Linked DNA regions of Gossypium hirsutum: region 2 is linked to region 1. The links are chromatin contacts, called in public Hi-C maps. All regions are on one chromosome and are shown on one strand. The core of a region is the stretch at or near the end of the contact, and the rest is flanking DNA. Distances in the headings are between cores, read along the strand shown.

What was found. A called contact is a pair of places that touch in the nucleus more often than the background predicts.
Region 2: a contact with region 1 is called in a Hi-C map of leaf, with 3 times the contacts expected there. The contact joins the promoter of LOC107952728 here to the promoter of LOC107952887 in region 1. A contact is called at or near these places in 2 of 34 Hi-C or Micro-C datasets (both in leaf).

Annotation. Positions count from the first base shown.
Region 1 is chrA07:40,621,962-40,626,549 of Gossypium_hirsutum_v2.1, reverse strand. LOC107952887 (piriformospora indica-insensitive protein 2) reads left to right here and starts at 1,775. Exons shown (of 1, transcript XM_016888086.2): 1 at 1,775-4,339. The coding sequence starts at 2,609. The coding sequence ends at 4,135.
Region 2 is chrA07:41,297,811-41,302,395 of Gossypium_hirsutum_v2.1, reverse strand. It overlaps LOC107952728 (pre-mRNA-processing factor 39), which reads right to left and starts at 2,505. Exons shown (of 18, transcript XM_041118079.1): 1 at 2,247-2,505; 2 at 1,401-1,822; 3 at 898-1,007; 4 at 74-303. The coding sequence starts at 1,782.

The sequences.
Region 1 (4,588 bases), core at 526-3,025:
TCAAAAATTTTCATGTTTTTCTGTTTTGATTCAAATTAGTCTTTGATTGTTCCCAAACTATTTTTAGGGCCCCATAAGCTCATTTTAAGGTTGTTCCCAAACTATTTTTAGGGCCCCATAAGCTCATTTTAAGGCCCGTAAATGTTATTTTTCTATGAATGAAATGTATATTTGAATGTTGTTATTTAAATTAATAAATCAATAGTTTAGTGAAGTAAATTGTTTTGATATGTGACGTCAAACTCTGTAACCCTAATTCGGCGTGGAGATGGATTAGGTGTGTTACATTAAATCTTAAATAGAAGGATAAAATGTATTTGAATGTACTTGAACTTATGTCCTCCTGTATTGACAACAATATTAATACCAACTAAATTAATGTTTTCATAAGGTAATGTTTGAAAGTGATAATAGCCTAGTAGTAAGGATGATTAACGACAAAGAGATGATGCTAGTAGCTTAGCTCTCGTTGTAAATATGAAGGGAGACAATGGGAAATCAAGTTTAATCATGTTTATAGGGAAGCTAATCCCACACCGGGCTACATGGCTACTTCAGCTGCAAATGATGATCTGGGGTTGTACAAGGCAGTAGGATGATTTTTTTTCCACAACGTTATTCAAATTTAAATTATTTTTAGAAAAGAAGTTCATTACATTAGGAAAAATATGGGGATTAATTTTAATAAATAAGAAATAATTGAGTGTGAGAGTCAAATGAATCGAAAGATTCATGTTTAGTTTGGGAAGGAATCATAGAATTTTTTTAAATAAAAAATGAATGGAAAGACAATCTACTTTTATTAAGTGATTTATTGGATAATAAAAATGAGAGGATCTTGAATACTATTCGAAATTTAGAAGAACTATGCAAGAGGCTATTGAACGGTTGAAAAAGGCTTGACCTGCTTACGAAAAGTAGAAATGGAGGCGGATCAGTTTCGAGTGAATGTATATTCTGAGATAGAATGGGAAAATTTGAATTTGATTAATTCAACTTAAAAGATTTTGGAACAATTAGAAATTAAAAAAATAAAACTAATTATTTTGAACAACAAAGAGCAATTAATCAAGTCCTACAACGGGTTTTTCAACAAGCTTTACAAAGAGCTCTATGAACTCTGAATAGTTTTTTAAACGAGTTACATTTATGCACCTTTGGTACTAATATTGACTTATTTGAGTGATGAAAAAAACAACTGATAAACTTTTTTTTTTTACTTTTTACTTTCTTGAAGCAGAATTCTTATTTATTTGCTGGAAATAATACATAATCGCAATTGTATTCTTTTGAGTTTTTATTTAGTTATAAATATATATATATAGTAAGGCTTAAGCCTCTTTTCTGTACCCAAAAGAAATTATTAAAGAAATGGGATTGAATTTTAATTTTTAGTGAAAATATAATATATTTTTATTTTCTTTTCCGCCATAATAAAAAGATTAAATTAAAACTAACCAAAATTTGAGTAAAAATACAAACCATAAAACATCTAAATCTAAAGAACAATTTCCTAAAGAAGAAATAAAAATGTAAAATTTACACCTCAATACAAAGCAAAAAGAAGAGTAAAAACAAAACAACAAGGGAAATAAAAAATAAAAGGTAGCAACAACTATGAATATTCGTGACAAACACTGAAATGCTACTTCAAATAATTCTCGTCTTCCTGCTCAATTCAATTTTATCAGATTTTTTCTTCTCTAAATGCTCTCAGATGGGATTGGAATTCGACTTAAAGTGGTAGATAAAATTGAATCAACAAAGAATCTGAAAGGCATAAAATTGAAAAGCACTTCTGTTCAAAGGCATTTCTACATTTTATATTCATTTATTTTACCTTTAAATAAATCTATTTCAACCATGTTTACTCCCAACTTTATTCAAATATTTGAGAGAAGAAGCCCATTTTCACTTACGGCCTCAAAACACCTTTGGTGAATATTTGGTCGTAATTTTGTTATTAAAAACAGCAGGTAAGAACTTAAAATAAAAAATTACTGTTGACTTACCTGGAAATTGGGGACTTCGCATGCACGGCCATTTCCGGAAAGGATCCCCTTCCGTACAAAAGACACGAGTCCTTGTCTTAAGCCACTGTAATATGGACACGTAGCACCATGCATGCCTCGTTCCCTTTCAGTTAAATGTCGCTTTCACGAAACATGTTTTGAGACAGTAAGTCGGCGGCTGCGGCGCTTCACTATTGGCTTCCCCCGGCTACCTTTGCTCCGCAGGTTTTTCTGTCGGCTATCCTTTTTCACCATTACCGGAGTTAAAACCAAAGCTCTCCAACCGATCGACGCTTTCATTAACGCCACTGCAGGGCTGGAATGGAACTCATATACCCAAAGAAAAAGATGCTCTTGTTTTGCATTTCGATCCAACACTTGAAAAGTTGCATTTACTACCATTAAGGATTTATCTTTTTGTTTACTTGAGCATAATTGGGGTTAAAATTTTACAAAAGGTAAAAAGAAGAAATTTTGAAGTTAGGTTGGTCAGAGATTCAGAGGGTCAGAGCTAGGTTGTTTTGGGTGTTGGCAGAGCCAGTCTACAGTCTACACACTACAGTCCAAGACCAAGGGGGCCAAGTCCTCCACAATATATGCAATGGCAAGTGCCAATAAACCAAAAAACAAAATCCCCTTCTTTTCGCTTCCATCCCAACCAACCTAACATCCCCCCCCCCCCAAACAACACTGCTTGGTTTTCTATCTCTTTTTTATCTTCCACTCCCAGTGAGAAAACCATGACTGTTGTTTCTATTTTCAAGCTGGCTCTTTTCTTCACGCTTACATCCACTCTAGTTACTATTTCATTGCAGCAGGAACAACCTCTCCTCCTCAACTCGGCTGAGCAGGACTCAGTTTACCAAGTTCTCTCCTCCATCAACTCAGCCACCAATTGGCGGACTCTCTTCCCTGACGACCTCTGCTCTTACCCTCCTCACGGTGTTGTTTGTGATTATTTCACCGACCCAACAACGAAGAACGTTACGGTCCATGTCACGGAACTGAGTTTCGGGTACGTTTCCGATTTTACACCAAACCCATCTTGCTCTCCAAACTCCACTTTCAGCCCTCTCCTCTTCACTTCCTTCAAACATCTACGCAAACTTTTCTTCTACCAATGCTTCACCCAAACCCAAGCTTTTGTCCCCGATATCCCCACAACTTTCGGCTCCTCTCTTGAAGAGCTTGTGTTTATAAACAACCGAGCTTTTGTTGGTCCTCTCAGTAGCATCACCGGAAATTTCACAAGTTTGAGGAGGTTGGTTTTGTCCGGAAATGGAATTCATGGAGCTATCCCAAATGCAATCGGTGATTTGGCTAACATTGAAGAGATAACACTGTCGAGAAACAAGCTTAGTGGAAAGGTTTCTGTTAATCTGTCTAAGCTAAAGAAGCTGAAAATTCTCGACTTGAGCGGCAATGGATTCCATGGAAATGTGCCTTCTTCTGTAGGTAATCTTACTCACCTTTTGAAGCTGGACTTGAGTTCAAATGGGTTTTCTGGTAAAATCCCAGAGAGCTTGAGCAACTTACAAGCTCTGGATTTCTTGGATTTGAGTTTTAACCGTTTTGGAAACTTCGGGGTTCCTTTGTTTCTTGCTGCAATGACCAGATTGAAGGAGGTGCATTTGAGTGGGAATTTACTAGGAGGGGAGATTCCTGAAATTTGGGGCAATCTAGGGGGTATTTTGGGGATAGGATTTTCAAACATGGGATTGGTTGGTGAAATCCCAGCTTCCATGGGGTTGCATTTGAGGAACTTATGCTATCTAGGCCTTGATAACAACAAGCTTAACGGGAAAGTACCTGAGGAGTTTGGGTTTCTGGAGTTTGTGAATGAAATCAATTTGGAAAACAACAATCTAAGTGGGAGACTTCCCTTTTCTGCTAACTTCACTGCTAAATTTGGTGAAAAGTTAAGGTTAAAAGGCAATCCAGAACTGTGCGTTGATGAGAAATTGAGCCATCGTGAAAGCGTTGGCGAACTGAAGAAATGCAGCAAGCCGGAGATTCCCAATCCAGTCCTCTTCATTGGGGTTTCTCATTCTGGGCTGTTATCATCTTCATCTTCTTTCCTTGTTTTATTGCTGTTTTGGGGTCTCTGGATACTTTTGGCTTGATTGATTATCATCAAAGCGCATGGAAAAAAGATACTAATAGTTCTTACAGAAACAACAAGTTAATACTGGCTAAAACTAATAGAAATATTTGGCAAGTTTAATTTAGTAGTAGCACTGTATTTCAGTAGGTAAAATTATGGAATTACCTTTTTATTTCCTGTTCTGTTTTGGGGAATGAATCAATGATAAATTATTGATTTTGTAGCTAGTTATCCATTTCACTAACAAATACATTTTGCTTTCAAAGCTGTGGGACTGATTGACACAGTGAATCATATGTATTTTGTACAATGTTTTGGCCTAGGATTTAGCGAGTTAAGCTAACTAGATTCTGGCTGAAGCCATTCGATTCATGTCATGATACAACTCTCGCGACAAACAAAAGCTGCAGTTCTAGAGCATTAATCATGGATCAGCCAGAGCTGCATTTCAGTGGTTACACTAGTAGTTTTA
Region 2 (4,585 bases), core at 1,256-3,755, 680 kb before region 1:
ACTGAGAAAAGCATACAAGCATGGTCTCCTACTGCAAACCAGGAAGAAGAATGGGTAGATTAGCAGTTTTTACCTTCGGATGGTCTCTGGATCTCCATATGTTTCAATGGCAAAAGCACAATATAGCACCCAGATATCCACAGAATATGTCACTCCCTGAACTGCTCTTTCATAGACCTCCACAACTTTGTCCATGGAGCCTATGCGTGCTTCATGATCCGCATACTTTTTCCAATAACCATAACACAAAGGAAACTCAGCCAAGAAAGCATCATAAACCTTCCGAATTTTCAGTATATTGTTCTGCATATGGACAGATGAAAACTCAATTGGCAGACAAGATACGCAAACTTAGATAGAAAATTAATGAGGATAAGTTCATAACCTAGGAATTCAAATCAACGCAAAAACCCCCTAGAAAAGACAAAATTAACTGAAAGATGGGCGGTGATCTTGCCTCACCCCACTAAAAAATGTTCAACAAAATTACATGCGACTTTTGTTAATTTTCACAAAATTATTAAGGTGAACCACCAGTCCCTCCCCAAATAATATTCATTTTAAGCATATGGAGCCTCTTTTCAACTACATAGTCTCCACTAAACTATACAAAAATAAAGAAGGAAAAAAAATTAGATATTAGCTAGGCAACATATCACTGATTTAAATAGCACATGTGATATGGCATCACGATTGCTATTCTGCAATTTTTGCTCTCTCTGCCACCAATAACATAATTAACCATGATAAGAATCCATTATGTCCGTGGCTTAAAACACATGCACAGATGCAATTTAAACCCATGAAACAGATAACTAGCTCACGAAATTTCCAACATGTAAAAGATAACAAGTCTGTGAAATTGTTCCCATGCAACAAATTTTCATGCTCACATACCTCTGCAACCTTCTCTGTTTCCTCTATCAATGCAGTCCAAGCATTAAAATCCAATGAATTGGCTCTCAAAATACTCCATAAACGTTCTTCTTCAGCAGAAATGGTTGGTGCTAGATGTCAAAAATAAAAATAAAGAAACAATTGAGTTTCACATTTTCTAAAACTTAAACACTATAATAACAATAATAAAAGGGGAAGGTAAAATGTTGAATAAGATGCTTTTAATCAAAACTAAGTGTAGACTGCAGATGTCGAAAGAACAATAAAGAACAATCAACCACATCACGTTGATCAGGAACAAAGCTTAATGGCAGAGTGCCAAGAGAAAAAGGCTGTTTCTATGCTAACGGAGTTTCAAGTCATTATGGCATACAGTAGGCTTGTTAACTTGAGATACAAATAGCAGAAAAATAAATCAAAATATTAAAATCATTACCAAGCCCACTTCTTAGTGCCTTTGTGCATAACTGATATACATGACAAAATGCCCAAGAAAAACATACCAGAACCATCCACAAACTCTGGTGCGGCAGAAGCACCACCTAAATTATCAAAAGCATTTCCATTCTCAACTGTGGTTGCATTTCCTGCTGCATTAACAACATTTCCATTTAGAGGATAATTACAACCAGCAGCTTTTGATGCATCTGCTGCCCTATTTCCAACTGCAACAGCAGTCTCATCTGTTGCTCCACCAGCTGGCTTACCGTCATACATTTCACTGCTTTGACCTTCTTGACCAGCAGAATTTGGATGACCACCAGAAGCAGTAGGATATCCAGTAGCCTGGGAGGAGTAAGCGCCAGAACCAGCAGAATTATAGGCTGCTGAAGTATAATCCATCATTGCTGATGAGTCGGCAACTACTGCTTCACTATCTCCCATTCGAGGTCGGGAAATTAAACCTGGAGTATGCACACTCAAACTAACAACCAAGAGAAGAATTTCAAGTCATTATTTTACAGGGAAACAATACCAACCAAAAATTAACAAAAACTTTTCTCCATAAAAGAATTAACTAAACGCCTGTTTTCACTTCTAACTTGCTAATTTTTTACTTACTCGTACATACAAACAAATATACAGGGAAAAAACGTAATTTTTTTTTTAAAGAATGGTGGTGAATAACTGAACGGCCAAATTAAATAATTTATAAGTAGAACTAATAAGCAGGAAAAATAAAGTTGTTTATCGCAGAGAAAACTTCAATACAAAGTAAAAGAGTGCAACCTAAAAACTCCAAACTTCAAAACAAATCCCTAGCCAATCTTGAAACGGTTTCCGCAAACCAAAACCCTAAGTTGGAGGAATTGACACAGGGAGAAAAAGGAAAAAGGCTGGGTACATACCGGAAGGAGCAGCAGCCGGCGTCGTTTTGCGAGGCCAGTTCTGGATTCAACACTTTAGAGTGATTTGAGTTGGTAAAATTAGATGAGGTTTTCTTAGAAAGTTCTTTAAGAGTTTTGCACTTTTCCTTTTTTTCTTTTTTTCTTTTTTCTTGGTGAGAGAGAGAGAAACGAAGCAAAGAGAACGAATAGGAGAGAGGAAAGGTAGGGTAAGTGGGCGTGGCGGTTTTTATTCTTTGGGTTACGTGGAGGTGGAGGTGAATCTGGGCCGTTTATTGTTTTTGGGTGATGGCCGTTGCCTTTTTCAGGAGGGCTTTGGTGGTGCCAGGTGGCGGAAATTTAGGAACCTACATAACTGGGCCTGCCTTCTTCATTTTATGAACCAGATTCATAAATTTAAGTATAAATTATATAAACAGTCACTCAAATTACAGTCACTCAACTTTGAGTTAATTAATAAAATAATTGTTCAAGTTTCATTTCAGTCATTCAATTTTAAAAAAATAACAAAACAGTATTTTTAACTATTTTTCGTTACAGACGTAACGAAAAAATGACATGGCATTTAAGGGTGGATTAGCTGTTATTTAATAGTTCCTTTTAACCCTAAACAGCCTTGGACAGTCGAAGAAGAAGAAGAGGAGAAGAAGAGAAAAAGAAGAATAAGAGAAAATGGAATGAGATGAGACTAGTGCTCAATTGGTTGAGTCTACTGCACCAAGGGTTCAAAGAAGTTTTGCTGATTTTAGAAGTTCTCATGCCGATTCATTATATGCTACAACGTTTGTTATGTATATATATTCCTATCAATAAATACCATTTTTCCTCCATTTTTTTTCTTCTTCCTGAACTCTTTCTTTTCTTTCTCTTTTCCCTTTAGGTGAAAATCTAGGGGATTCCGCTATTGTTTTCTTTTCCTTACATATGATTACATAAGATAACATAATCTAGAAAAGACTTAATTGTTTTCCTATTATCACTAGTTTAGTAAAATATTAATTACTATTAGTAATAATAAATAATAAATAATATTAACTAGTATGTAATATTGCATGTTTATAAAGTTTGCATCAGTCAGCTTATACAACTCAAGTTGCAACGAGCTAGCATTACCACCTTCATTTAGAATTTAAGCAACTCAACCTCTCAATCCATATTGATCTTAGAAGAAATAATATTTTACTTTCAAAAGTAGACGTCTCATTTGATTAGCTTTCTTTTTAAAAACAGTTGTTGAGGAAACTACAAGCATTGTTGCACTAGCAGCAGAAACAGCAATAATAGCCACCTATGACTAAACCGGCGAGAGAAGAAGAAGATATAGGGGGGTTAGGCAAAGGCCATCGGGGAAATGGGCAGCCGAAATACGTGATCCTCACAAAGCAGCAAGAGTTTGGTAGGCACCTTTGATACTGCGGAAGCCGCCGCAAAAGCCTATGATGAAGCTGCTTTGAAATTCAGGGGAAGCAGGGCCAAGTTAAATTTTCCTAAACTTGTAAGGCTTGTTCTTCAACTATGCAGAACTTTCCCACTACCCAAACATCAATTTCTAGTTCTTTAACAACCCAGTTTTGGCCACCTTATTCAACGCCATTGCCATAGCTTTACTATTCCCAACATCTTCACAGCCCTATAGCTGATATGCTGAGAGATTACTGGCAGTACTCTTAGTTGCTATAGAGTTCTACTGATTTCCATGGACAAGAAGCTACCAGCTTGATGGAACAGATGATGTAATCGTCTCAGTTACCTAACTTTCAACACCCATTCCTATCTTCTTCTTTGTCACCTTTTCCTTCTTCATTTGTAGCTCCTTCTTCTGCCGCTTCATCATCTTCTTCTTTATCTGCTTCTTTTCCTCTAGTTCTTGGTGAGCATCAACAATTGGACATTTTTAGGCAGTCATTAATCAAAGTCGGGCAAGTGGGTGAGATTTTCCAGTGCCTTCGTGGTCTCATCTAGTCATTATCCTTCATCCATTGGTTCATAGTAATCCCATGGTTTTTCAGGGATGCGGGTGGCTTGGGGTTGTTCAACAACTGTTGTTGTGGCTCTTGATTTGTAGCCATTGTTATGTTGTGGGAGAAAGAAGATGAAGAGAAAGGAGAGAAGAAGAAGAAAAAAATAAAAGAAGCATAAAGAGAAAAAGGTTGAGGGAGAAGAAGATGAAGAGAAAAATGAGAAGAAAAAGAAGAAATATTATTCTTACCAATCATCTTTTCTTTTCTTTTCTTTTACCCTTTGACTATTCGTCCAAAGTGGCAAGGTAATTGGTCACATCAACTAGTTAACTTGCCACATCAACACTCATGCTAATCAGTGACTATTTTGTCATTTTTTCA